Linked DNA regions of Rattus norvegicus: region 1 is linked to region 2. A link is a contact called in public Hi-C data. All regions are on one chromosome and are shown on one strand. Each heading gives the region's core, a stretch centred on a gene start, on an enhancer-like site or on the middle of the called end of the contact. The rest is flanking DNA. Distances are from core to core; before and after follow the strand shown.

Region 1 (6,074 bases), core at 2,871-5,370, 140 kb after region 2:
ACAATCCTACTGTCTTGACTCCCCGCTGTGTTTAGATCTCCTAGTGAACAGCGTTTACTGCCATAGTTCTATCTACCACATTGCCTGAATGGAAAATAAGAGCTATTACTACTTCAGCTGACTCCAAGCACTCTGACAGACACCATAAATAGCTCTTGCTGTCAAAATAAAATATTGTTATGAGTTAAATTCACATTAATGTAGGCACTCCGAAACCATGCAATCGGAAATTCTACTGAGGGTTATTTATTTTGGAACCTATCCAAGCATGTTGTGCTTATGGAGTCCTGGCTTGCTCAATTCCTAAAAACAGTCTTTTATACCCAGGATTTGGGAGGAGAAAAATGACCTTTGCAGACGGCCGAGTAGCCTGATGGGTAATTCCTAAGGAAGTGTCAGCCATGTCTGCACAGTTTTACTTTCCCACGTGTTTCCCTACGTGGATCCCAAGACACTCTGGTCTGTTGTAAAAGGGAAGAGGTCCACAATGAGCTCGTCAGAGTCCTGTGAGGGCTGTGTCAACACCTGCCTGATTTCAGACCAACGGGGATGACCTTTGCTCCAGCAGATGCGTGTACACAAGAGACAGGCAAGCACACAGCCTATCTACAGTAGGACCACGTCTTAGCGGTGTGGTTGTGTTACTGGGTCATTGAACCTTTGACCCCTCTCTGAGGGAGATTCTGTGGTAACGGAAATACTACTAATGAAACAGCCCAGGTGCAGCTCTGAATTCTTGGACAACTGATACGTGCACTTCAGTGGGCCTCGCTCCTCACTCGCCCTTGAACGTTTGGTAGTTGTGGGCTGCTGCACACCTTTAACCCCACGATTCAGGGCAGGAGGATCAGGATCTCTTTGAGTAAGAGGCTAGCCTGGTCTACGAATGGAGTGCTAGGACAGCCAAGACTAGGAAGCTAGACCATGTCTCAAACACAGAATGGTTTTTCTGTCTTATAGAGGTACTGTGTTTACCATGGAGCCAGGACTCATGTCCTGTTTATTCTATGCTCTCCACACTATCTTGCCTCCCTCACTGAATGCACACAGCTGCAGACGCTGAGGGAAACTCCCTGCCCAGCCTACAGCGATCACCTCTGCTCAGACAACCGGATCGCAGCCTGTGTACACACCTGTTCCTGAAGCTGTTTTTCAAAATTCGAATCCTGAGCTTTGGGTGAGACCCTGGGGTCGACCAGAGGTTCGTCGGCTCTTTGCCTCTTCCACAACTTGGTGTTCAGATACCAGGCTCCGTACCTCATCCTCACCCGCTTCGGCTGCTGAGGATTCTAGAGAAAGCAACGCAATTCCAGGGCTGGCATTGACGCCGCTCGTGTATTTATTTGTCACTTGGTCGTTTCCATAACCCGAGGCTCATCTCATGAAAGGTGTTCATGTAAATTCATGATTCAGAATTTACGGCTAGTCTCGCCAAAGTGTTTTACAACGTTTCACCGTGCTTCGGGTTTTTATGAAAGGAGCATGGAACATTCATAACTAGGAAAACAGAGTGACACCTAGGATAGGGGCGCTGGATGTAGACAGACCTAGGCTAGAATTCAGTCTGTGTTCTCTCAGTAGCTGTGAGTCGAAGGACACCCACTTCAATTATATATCAGTGAAGTGGAGATAACGGGTTTTTAACCCTGAAAGAGTGTCCTGAGGATTATAAGAGATAACGAATGCAGAGCAGGTAGAAATCAGGTAAAAAATAGCATATTTCACCTAAGAGTGATAATCTTAAAGAAGACTCGGTGAGCTAAACTATTGTTAAACTCACTAAGCCCAACACTATGCTCAGCCTGGGGAGCACTACGCTCAGCCTGGGGAGCACTACGCTCAGCCTCGGGAGCACGGCGCTCAGCCTCGGGAGCACTACGCTCAGCCTCGGGAGCACGGCGCTCAGCCTCGGGAGCACTACGCTCAGCCTGGGGAGCACTGCGCTCAGCCTGGGGAGCACTGCGCTCAGCCTGGGGAGCAGTGCGCTCAGCCTCGGGAGCACTACGCTCAGCCTGGGGAGCACTGCGCTCAGCCTCGGGAGCACTACGCTCAGCCTGGGGAGCACTGCACTTAGCCTGGGGAGCACTGCGCTCAGCCTGGGGAGCACTGCGCTCAGCCTGGGGAGCACTGCGCTCAGCCTGGGGAGCACTATCTTCGAGCAAACTGTTTCCTAGCCCCTAACCTTCTGGCCCTTTAATGGAGAGAGAAAATATGAAGGAAGAACAGGTCTCACTCTGTTTTCTGCTACTTCTATTGTACTGCTCTAAGGAGAGCTTCAAGCTGGTTCAAGGCCAGATGCTGCGGACAATACTGTGGGTCGTCTTATCGCAAACAGTGACTTAACTTGTGGGTGGAACACAGAGACATGAAGTCACAATTCTGTCTCAGTCCTTCTCACATTTATTGTCTATTCTATTCTATTCTATTCTATTCTATTCTATTCTATTCTATTCTATTCTATTCAGGGTTTGGGGAGACAGGGTTTCTCTGTGTAGCACTGGCCATCCAGAAACTTACTGTATAGGCTCGGCTGGCCTCAAACTCAGAGATTTGCTTGTTTCTGCCTCCCAACTGCTGGGATTAAAGGTTTTGGGCCCCACTACTCAGCACACTTACTTTGTTTTTAAAGTTTTTCTCTTTTACATGTATGAGTGTTAGCCTGGGTGCATCATGCCTTTGGAGAGCAGAAGTCAGTGTTAGGTCCCTGGAGCTAGAATTAGCTGCAGTTGTGAGTCACCCACAGTGTGGGTGCTGGGAACTGAACCCAGCTGCTGTGCGAAAACCACAGGTGCTTTACCCACTGAACAATTTCTCTAGGCCCATACGTGGGAAGGGGAGAAGGGACAGGGAGTTTGCAGAGGGGGAACCAGGAAGGGGGATAACATTTGAAATGTAAATAAATAAAAAACAATATGAAAATTAAAATTAGGGCTGGAGAGATGGCTCAGCGGTTAAGAGCACTGATTGCTCTTCAGGAAGTCCTGAGTTCAAATCCTAGCAACCACATGGTGGCTCACAACCATCTGTAATGGGACCTCTTCTGGTGTGTCTGAAGACAGCTACAGTGTGCTTATATATAATAAATAAGTAAAAAAATCTTTAAAAAAGGAAAATTAAAATTAAAAAAATTTTAAAAATTGTTTTAAATTTGTGTGTGTGTTGTGTGTGTGTTTTGTGTGTGTGTTGTATGTGTGTTTTGTGTGTGTGTTGTGTGAGTGTGTTGTGTGTGTTTTGTGTGTGTTGTGTGTGTGTTGTATGTGTGTGTTTTGTGTGTGTGTTGTGTGTGTTGTGTATGTGTTGTGTGTGTTTTGTGTGTGTGTTGTGTGTGAATGTTTTGTGTGTATGTGTGTGTGTTGCGTGTGTGTGTGTGTGTGTTGTGTGTGTGTTGTGTATGTGTATTGTGTGTGCGTGTTGCATGTGTGTGGTGTGTGTGTGTTGTGTGGTGTGTGTGTGTGTGTGTGTGTGTGTGTGTGTGTGTGTGTGTGTAGGTTCTGTACAGGAGTACAGAAGGAAGCCAGAAGAGGACGTCAGTTTCCCTGGAAACAGAGTTACATGCAGTTGTGAGCTACCTGACATAGGTGCTAGGAACCAAACTTGGTCCCCTGGAAGAGCAGCAAGCTTTCTTGACGTCTAAGCCACCTTTCCACTCCTCTTGTCTACATTTAAACTACATACTGGAAAGTGGGACAGAAGGCCAGGATATTTTGGGAAGAGTGTGTTGAGTCTAGCCCCGGGAGGCACTTCTCCCACCAGCTTCCATATTTGATGTTTTGGACAGACTGTTTAACTCCAGAATGTTTCGCACTTGCATTGGTGCCTCACGGTCTTCCTTCCCATACCTAGTTGATGCTGTTTTTAGTGGTATCCTCCCGACCACCGAGTCTAAAGTCTGCGACCCTCTCACAACACACTGTCCCTTCCTTCTGGGCCTCCTGTTTCTGAGCGGCGCTGGTCACTGTCGAGTGTGCTGTGTATATTCTGTTGTCTGTCCGCATCTCTTTGAGCCCTCTGGAATGCAAGCTTGGGAGGCCGTTCTCCTTGCACCTCTCTAGCATCTAGGACACTAAGAATATAGCAGGTGCTCTATAAATATTTGCTGAATTACAGTGCTATTTCTTAACTCTGCCACTGCTGACCTTTGGGATTTGACCACTCTTGGCTGACGAGAGGTGGCTGACCTCCTCCTCACGGAAGGACATTTATCAATGTTCCCGGTCTCTATCTATGAGATGCTAGTGGTCCCCGCTGAGGTAGGACAACCAAAGATGCCATCTGCAAACACTGCTAAATATCCTTGGGAAGAGGGGGATGGTGCAAAATCTCCCTCAGCTAAGAAGCACGGAACTAAAAGTAGGGAAGCAGAGTATGGGGTAAAAGAGTGGGGGAAAGAATTTGAATCCAAGCAAAGAGAGGGAGTTGGTCATTTACTGGTGATCTTCTATGACTCGGCACAAGCAAGATCTCTTCTCTGAAGCCTTTATCGAAAGTGCCCACACCGTGTATTTGTTGGACCGATCTTTTCTTCTTACTTGTGTACACACGAGGCATCATTCTGTGGCGGTTAATCATTTGCCTGCTGACTTCACTAGGCTGTAAGTTCTGGATGGAGGAAGTAGTCCTCTGTAGGCAAGACCTGACAGACTGCCTACTTAGCGCACTGTGCTTCTAAACAAGTGTGGTGTACCATGCCTCAGAAGTCAGAACCCTAAATTCTGAAGTAGCATGCACAGCTGATAGCTGGCCCGGCCGGCAGATGAGTCTGCACTCTCCACTTCTCCTTTAATGTGCTCCTTATGCAGAGACCCTGGCGGTATGAGCGCTCACCATCCAATCCAGGATGTTCTAACCCATGACAGTTGATAGGACTTCCACCATATAAATGGTCCTCGTGTGCAATAAAGTTGAAACTTTCCCCTCAAACCATCTCCGGCGTGGCTCATCTCTGCACTTTACCAGTCCGTGGGCACGAAGGTCCCCTCAGAGGACACCCTAGTAAAGATGGCGGCCCTCCAGTTTCCTGTCATTTGCTAGCAACACTGCTGAACGCATCGATGCTCAGAAATGTTTGTTGAATGAATGAATGAGCAGATGGATGAATCGGCATGCAGAGTGAGGAGGGAAATGGAGAGAGAAGGGCTCACGGTGCTATGAAGCATTGGGAAGTAAGGAGACAATAGTCTCCAGCAAACGACCTAGAATAAAGAGCCTCCCTAGCATAAAACAAACACATACCTCATCTAAAAGGAGACAGAGATCCACGCAGGGAAAGGGGGGCTTCGAACAGACAGGATGCGCGAGCAGAGCTACGGTGGGAGGGGGAAAACATTTTTAAAGAACATCAGAGGGCAGAAGGTAGCGGTGCTGAGAACTCTATGTGGGTAGAAAGCTAAAGACCGGACGGACTTGCGTGTCCAAATGCAGCCTGTCTTTCCCTCCCGCCTTCCACATTCGGAACTCAGAGAAAAACAATAGCCTGCAAGACTCCAGGCCTCAGTAACCAGGACAGTAAGCCCTGGGAGAACAGGGACAAACAAAATAAGTGTCATAATTGCCTGCCGACTGCAGAAGAAGAATCTCTAGGGCACTTGGGGAGGAGGAGCCCAGAAACAGCCCAAGGCAGAAAAAAAGAGTCTCTAGGGCACAGGGGGAGGAGGAGCCCAGAAGCCGCCCAAGGGACTCTCTGACTGAGGAAACAGGAGAATCAAGAATCCAGGGAAAGTCGGGCAGCGGATGTTCACAGGACCGGGCCCCAGAACAGAGAGAGGGCTCTGTGAGTGTCGGTGGTAGGGGCCGGGGCATATACTGGGGAAACCACCCAAGATCAAACAATGAACCAGCTAAATGCACCAGAGGGGAAATACCTGATAGTTCAGTAGTCTCTTCCTCCTGGAAGTCGTAAAAGTTCACAAGATCCTGGGAAGAACACACTTAAGGTCTTGCTCAGTACTATGAAGTAATTAGCCCAAGACCAAAGATTACTTTATTCTTTCTCAAGGAATCTTAAAAGCAAGACCCCCGGGCTGGGGATTTAGCTCAACGGTAGAGCGCTTGCCTAGCAGGCACAAGGCCCTGAG
Region 2 (5,724 bases), core at 2,748-5,247:
TGAACCGCACAACGATGCAGCTTTGGCCTCATGACAGATCCGCTGATGCTTAGATCTGGGACTCACAGCTGCCGTAACTGCGAACAATAAGCCCCTGCTAGTCACGAACTGCTCAGTCCAATCTATTACATCACAGTAGCAAGAACTAGGAAACACACTCGGAAAGTTGAAAATATCCAAAGAGGACTGGAGAGATGGCTCAGCGGGTAAGATCGCCGATGGCTCTTCCAAAGGTCCTGAGTTCAATTCCCAGCAACCACATGGTGGCTCACAACCATCTGTCATGGAAGCTGATGTCCTCTTCTGGTGTGTCTGAAGACAGCAACGGTGTACTCACATTCATAAAACAAATGAATCTTTAAAGGGGGGAGGTTTCTTACATGAATGATCAAAGGCAATGATGTTAAAACGCTAACACTCCCCAGATGGATCTATAGATTCAGTGCAGATGCTATCAAAATTCCCATTGCTTCCTTTAGCTGATTATAAAATTTATTTGAAAACTCAAGAATACCTGGGAAATTCCTGAAGTAGAAAAAGTTGAGAGGACCATACTTTAAGCTAACATTCACCAAGACATTGTGCCAAAGGACAGACAGACATCAGGGGACCAGGATGCAGAGATCAGAGTGAACCCTCACATTTATAGCCCATCTCCCAGACCTGGGGATGCTCCTGAGGTCCTCCCCATGCCTGTGACGACGTGACAGTAGGCCTTGAGAGCTGTCTGCCCTGACAGCCTACACCAGTCAATCCTCCCATAGGTTACTTGGAGCATCTAGAGACACCGTTCGGTTGTCTTCATGACATTACTCAGATGTCTGGGTTGTCTTACCGGATGGGCTGCAGAACACGAAGTGGCCCTGCTGTAAGGAACGAAATGCTATGCTCGTTGTACTTTCTTTCATGTCCACAAGAGGGCACCAGCGCTCACAGCATTTAAGTCCTATGACCAAAGGATGAAGGAACTATGTAGTATGAAAGTGACTATATGCAGGAAATGTTGGAAACTCACAAATGTGTATTTCCCATAGTCCACCGGACACATGGAGGAGACACCAAACAAAGCACTTCATCTTGCCTCTACAGAGTAGTGGCGATGTGTAGACACTATGATTCAGTGGTTTTCTTTTTTTTTCTTTCTTTTTTTTTTCTTTCTTTTTTCCGGAGCTGGGGACCGAACCCAGGGCCTTGCGCTTGCTAGGCAAGCGCTCTACCACTGAGCTAAATCCCCAATCCCGATTCAGTGGTTTTCAAACAGGAGACAGTGATGGAGCAGAGGAAGGTGGATCAGACTTTAGAAATGAAGGAATATTGTGGGTGTCCTCTGGGAAAAAACAAATGCTGACTCTATATTAAACTTTATATTTGGAAAATAGATCATAGTTCTAATAGTACAAATATTAAACAAAGGCGCTAAGTAGATTTCTATGCCTAACAAACAGAGAGTGAGTTTAAAATGGTGAGCTCTGCCTCTCTTCCGTCAACTTGTGACGAGAAGAATCTATCAGAGCATCACGACCTCTTACACTTGTCTCCTCCTGTCTGTCTTTACTCCGCTTCTCTGTTTCAGGTCCTTTTTGGTCTGGTTTTTATTATACACAGTTTTTAATGAATTCAAGGAAAGAACTATCATATTAGATCCCAGAGTTGAGCCAAGACAGAAGGAGCATCTTGAGATAGGACGAAGGGACTGTGATCACAGTCAGTACCCAATCACGGTGTTTGTTTATTTGTTGTTTGTTTGTTTGAGATGGGAATCTCTCACCTAGTCCTGTTGTGAATCTTATTGGGTAGACCAGGCAGGCTTTGAACTCACAGAGATCCATCTGCCTCTGCCTCCCAAGTGCAGGGACTAAAGGCGTGTGACTCAACACCTGGCCACTCGTGTTTTTAAACAAAGTTTCAGTAACTTGAGGCAGAAGGAAACCCCTTTAACAATAAAGAATATCTACAAAAAGTCTCCCGTAAATATTATGCTTTAGAATTTATAAGATAGGACCATAAGATAATCCATGAAAGACAATTACTATATATGTGTGCAGTGGCAAAAAATAAATAAAAAATAAATCAATTGTTTACACCAGTAAAGAAAACGACTGAGAGTAAATCGAATAAAACATATATGAGACCTTTACACTGATAACTACAAAGTAATACAGGACAAAACTGAAGAGGACCTATACGATTACAGCGATGCTCTTGGATTGCGATACTCAGTAGTGCTAAGGTGATAATTTTTTATTAGTTAACACACAGACATCTCACAACCCTAAGAGGACCTAAACATTGTTTTTGGTGGAAATTGACAAGATGTTTCTAAAATGCATATAAAGGTGCAAATGACGAAGAATAGCAGTTGGGCCAATTTTTAAAAGGAAAGCTGGGGGGCTGGAGAGATGGCTCAGTGGTTAAGAGCACTGACTGCTCTCCCAGAGGTCCTGAGTTCAATTCCCAGCAACCACATGGTGGCTCATGACCATCTGTAATGGGGTCTGGTGCCCTCTTCTGGTGTGTCTGAAGACAGCGACAGTGTACTCATATATAATAAATGAATAAATCTTTAAAAAAAAAAAAAGGAAAGCCAGAAGACTTACAGACAACTGTTAAACTCACGGTAGCACCTCACACCATATATATATAGCAAGGCTACCCTGAGGTCTGTTTGAATACGGTACATTGAACACGGCTTGAAGCAAGTCCAGCATTGGCTGATACTTTAAACTCCAAGATGGCTTCTCTCCTGGCTCATCCCCGGGAACAGCAAGGAACCACTAGCGACTATCATTTACTGAGCATTGTGGCTGGGCATCACTTTGATTACCTTGTGCTTCTTTTGACCAGCATTTGACATAGGGACAGATGGAGAATGCGGAGCTCAGAGATACACTGTCACTTGTCCAGGCCACAGTGGCTAGTAAATGGCAGAGCTACGACTCCCACACACACACCCTCTCGAAGCCTGTGTTACTACAGCACATGGCTTTGAGAAATCTGTGCCCACTGAGTCAGGTGTGGGTGAGCAAATGCTTCTCAGCTCTACCTGCTTTCTTCATTTGTCTGATGAGGGAGGACTAGGTGACCTCTCGGGCTTCCCCGGACTCAAAATGTATGGCTTTTTTGTTTGTCCGTTTGTTTTAATGAAGCCGCTCAGACTCTTTTTATCAAGGGCTTGTGTGTTGGTTTCTGCTTGGATGTTTCTTCCTCCAGGAAGATGCAGGTGCTCTTGGTTTCCATCCCACAAACCCGGGAAGCAGGTCCGGCGAAACTACTCTGTAGGACTCAGGTTTCCCCGTCTTCAGTTTCGTGGCTTATGGTGGAGTCAACAAGAGTATAGTTTGTGTTTGCACAAAGCCAGAACACAAAAGGAAAGGTCCCGGCATTACTGAGCATCCAGGAACGAGTATCCCACACCGAGAGCACACACAGTTCGGTTTTGTTAGGTTCTCTCGTGTTCTGCAAATACGCCTCTCACCCACTGCTCTGTCCCCGTGCCAGCTTCCTCTAACTATCTAACTGCTTTTGGGAGAAAAATAAACCACAACATATGTGATGAAGAAGGGGTAGGGATTAAGGAAGCACTCAACTTCTAGAGAAGCTGACTTCTCTAGAAATTCACTACTTTAAGTAGCTCTAAGAGACATCTCTAAGAGTTGGGAGACGGAGACAGGCCGATTGGGAGTTCAAGACCAGCCTCAGCTATATAGGGAGTTTGAAGCCTGCTTGGGCTACATGAGGCTCTATGCCAAACAAAGAGTCAAAACTGAACAAGCAACAAACAAGAGATTCCGTGAGAACCCTGTTGGTTAGCCCGGCAGTACTTGAGGTGTTTGGCTAGTGTGCTGTGAGTTCAGAAATCACTAAAACCAGTGACTAGTTCTTTTCCCTAAAGAGCTCAGTGGTTGGTCCAAGGGCATAGCATGACGGGGAACCAATCTAGGAAGGGAAGTGGACTCTCTGACCCCCACACTGATCTATTTGCTCTAGAAACATTTACCAAGCACATTCTTTATGGAAGGCACCATGCCAGGTACTGGGATACACACAGGGTCCTTGTCCTTGTAGAGGTTACATTCTGTCAGGTGGCAAAGATTTGGGCAACAAATTACTCATTTTGTTTGCTTCGCTACAACTGAGCTAAGGGGCACAGGAGAACAGGGTACATTGAGACTTTATGAAGGGAGAATGTGGGGCAGTGGCCCCTGCCACCAGACAGAGGAACTGGTAAGATTAAAGCACGTTTGAACCCCCGGGGAATCTCAGAATTGAGAACCAGCTCCCTACCAAGTACTATCTGTCCTGGAACAAGATACCCCATGACACCCCACTGAGAAGACCATGACCACTGGTCATGTAGCTAAAAACCTGGAGTTCTCCATGCTAATGAGATGTCTCAATAGACCCCGAGTATTTAGCCAATGAGTTTCTCTTCCTGAAAAAGGTATTTAATCCCTGATTCACACTGAGTAAGACATAAGTGTAAGGCTGGAGAGATGGCTCAGTGGTTAAGAGCCCTGATTGCTCTTTCCGAGGTCCTGAGTTCAATTCCCAGCAATCACATGGTGGCTCACAAACATCTGTAATGGGACCCGATGCCCTCTTCTGGTCTGTCCAAAGACAGTGACAGGTGTACTCACATACATGAAATAAATAAATTAATTTAAAAAAAAAAGACATAAGCCTATATCTCCCAGAGAAGGCCTTCTCTCTTCCTGCCTCTCCCTCAGTTATCCCCTTTCTGCCTGGTGCATAGAGGAAGTGTGGACCCAGACACTACTCCCTCCCCTCTCAGTTCCCTGCAGTTCCCAGCAGCCTCTGGCAGCCTCTGGGTACACAGGAGATTGAGAACCACAGCATTCATCCCAGACCTCACTTTTCTTGTCCAGAAGAAGCTGGGTCTAACTCAGACTGTGTTCTGCCTCCCCTCAGCGGCTTGCCTGTGGCACTGGTCCAGCACCCCAGCAGCGAGGGAGGCAGATGCACAGCCCAGCAGAAGTCCTGAGAAACTCTGGGGAAACCGGGAAGAAACCTTTCAGCTCAATCCAAAGGATGAGTAAGGATGACTGAATGAGGAAAGGGCTAGAAGGTCCCACAGAGGAAAGGGCATGTATCCTCTGCACTACACCAAGTTGCCTCTTCTGTGTTGTCTTTGTACCCCAGTGCCCTGTCAGCAAGGTGTTCAGGAAATACAGACAACAAACAGAAACACCCAGAAAGGAAAGCGAGAGTCAACAGAGCTGAGTTCTCCTGGGCTAGAAATCTTAAAGAATGTCAGCTAGTCCAAAAAAAAAAAAAAAAAAAAAAAAAAAAAAAAAAAAAAAAAAAAACCCAACCCTGCAGCACCATGGGAACAGAAAGATGGGGGAAATACAAAAGGTGTTAAGAAGTGTTTTGAGTCCTGTACATTCTTAGGAAATCCTGTGTCTTAGTAATTTGTCTGCCCACAGCCACCATGAACATCGCCGTTGGTCAAGGCTTGGATACAGGAAGTGACCACAGTTTCCACACATGGGGCAGGTAAGAAGGTGGCCCACCTGCAGAACTTATATCTCCCTGCCCCGTCAACTGCCCCTCACCTATGCTCACAGCACATTCTCCACCTGACTTGAAGCAAACATTTTGCTTGTCTGCTTGACTGAGACAGTGTCGTGTAGCCCAGGCTGGCCTCAAGGTCACTGTAGAGTCAACTGAACTTGAACCGTTGATCTGCCTGCCTCCAGCGGT

What was found. Hi-C and Micro-C count contacts between places; a contact is called where the count stands out from the background.
Region 1: a Hi-C map of liver shows a contact between it and region 2, with 6 times the contacts expected there. The contact joins two enhancer-like sites. A contact is called at or near these places in 2 of 12 Hi-C or Micro-C datasets (kidney and liver).

What each region holds. Positions count from the first base shown.
Region 1 is chr14:15,774,056-15,780,129 of GRCr8, forward strand. All of the region lies in intron 5 of Fam47e (family with sequence similarity 47, member E), which reads right to left. Among named protein-coding and RNA genes, the nearest start is that of Stbd1, 19 kb to the left of the region's middle. Within about 2 kb of position 4,121, at least 1 of the 93 cell types and tissues checked has an H3K27ac peak or open chromatin away from gene starts, as enhancers often do. A contact at or near this core is called in liver, where this site is marked.
Region 2 is chr14:15,634,819-15,640,542 of GRCr8, forward strand. All of the region lies in intron 1 of Shroom3 (shroom family member 3), which reads right to left. Among named protein-coding and RNA genes, the nearest start is that of Shroom3, 43 kb to the right of the region's middle. Within about 2 kb of position 3,998, at least 5 of the 93 cell types and tissues checked have an H3K27ac peak or open chromatin away from gene starts, as enhancers often do. A contact at or near this core is called in liver, where this site is marked.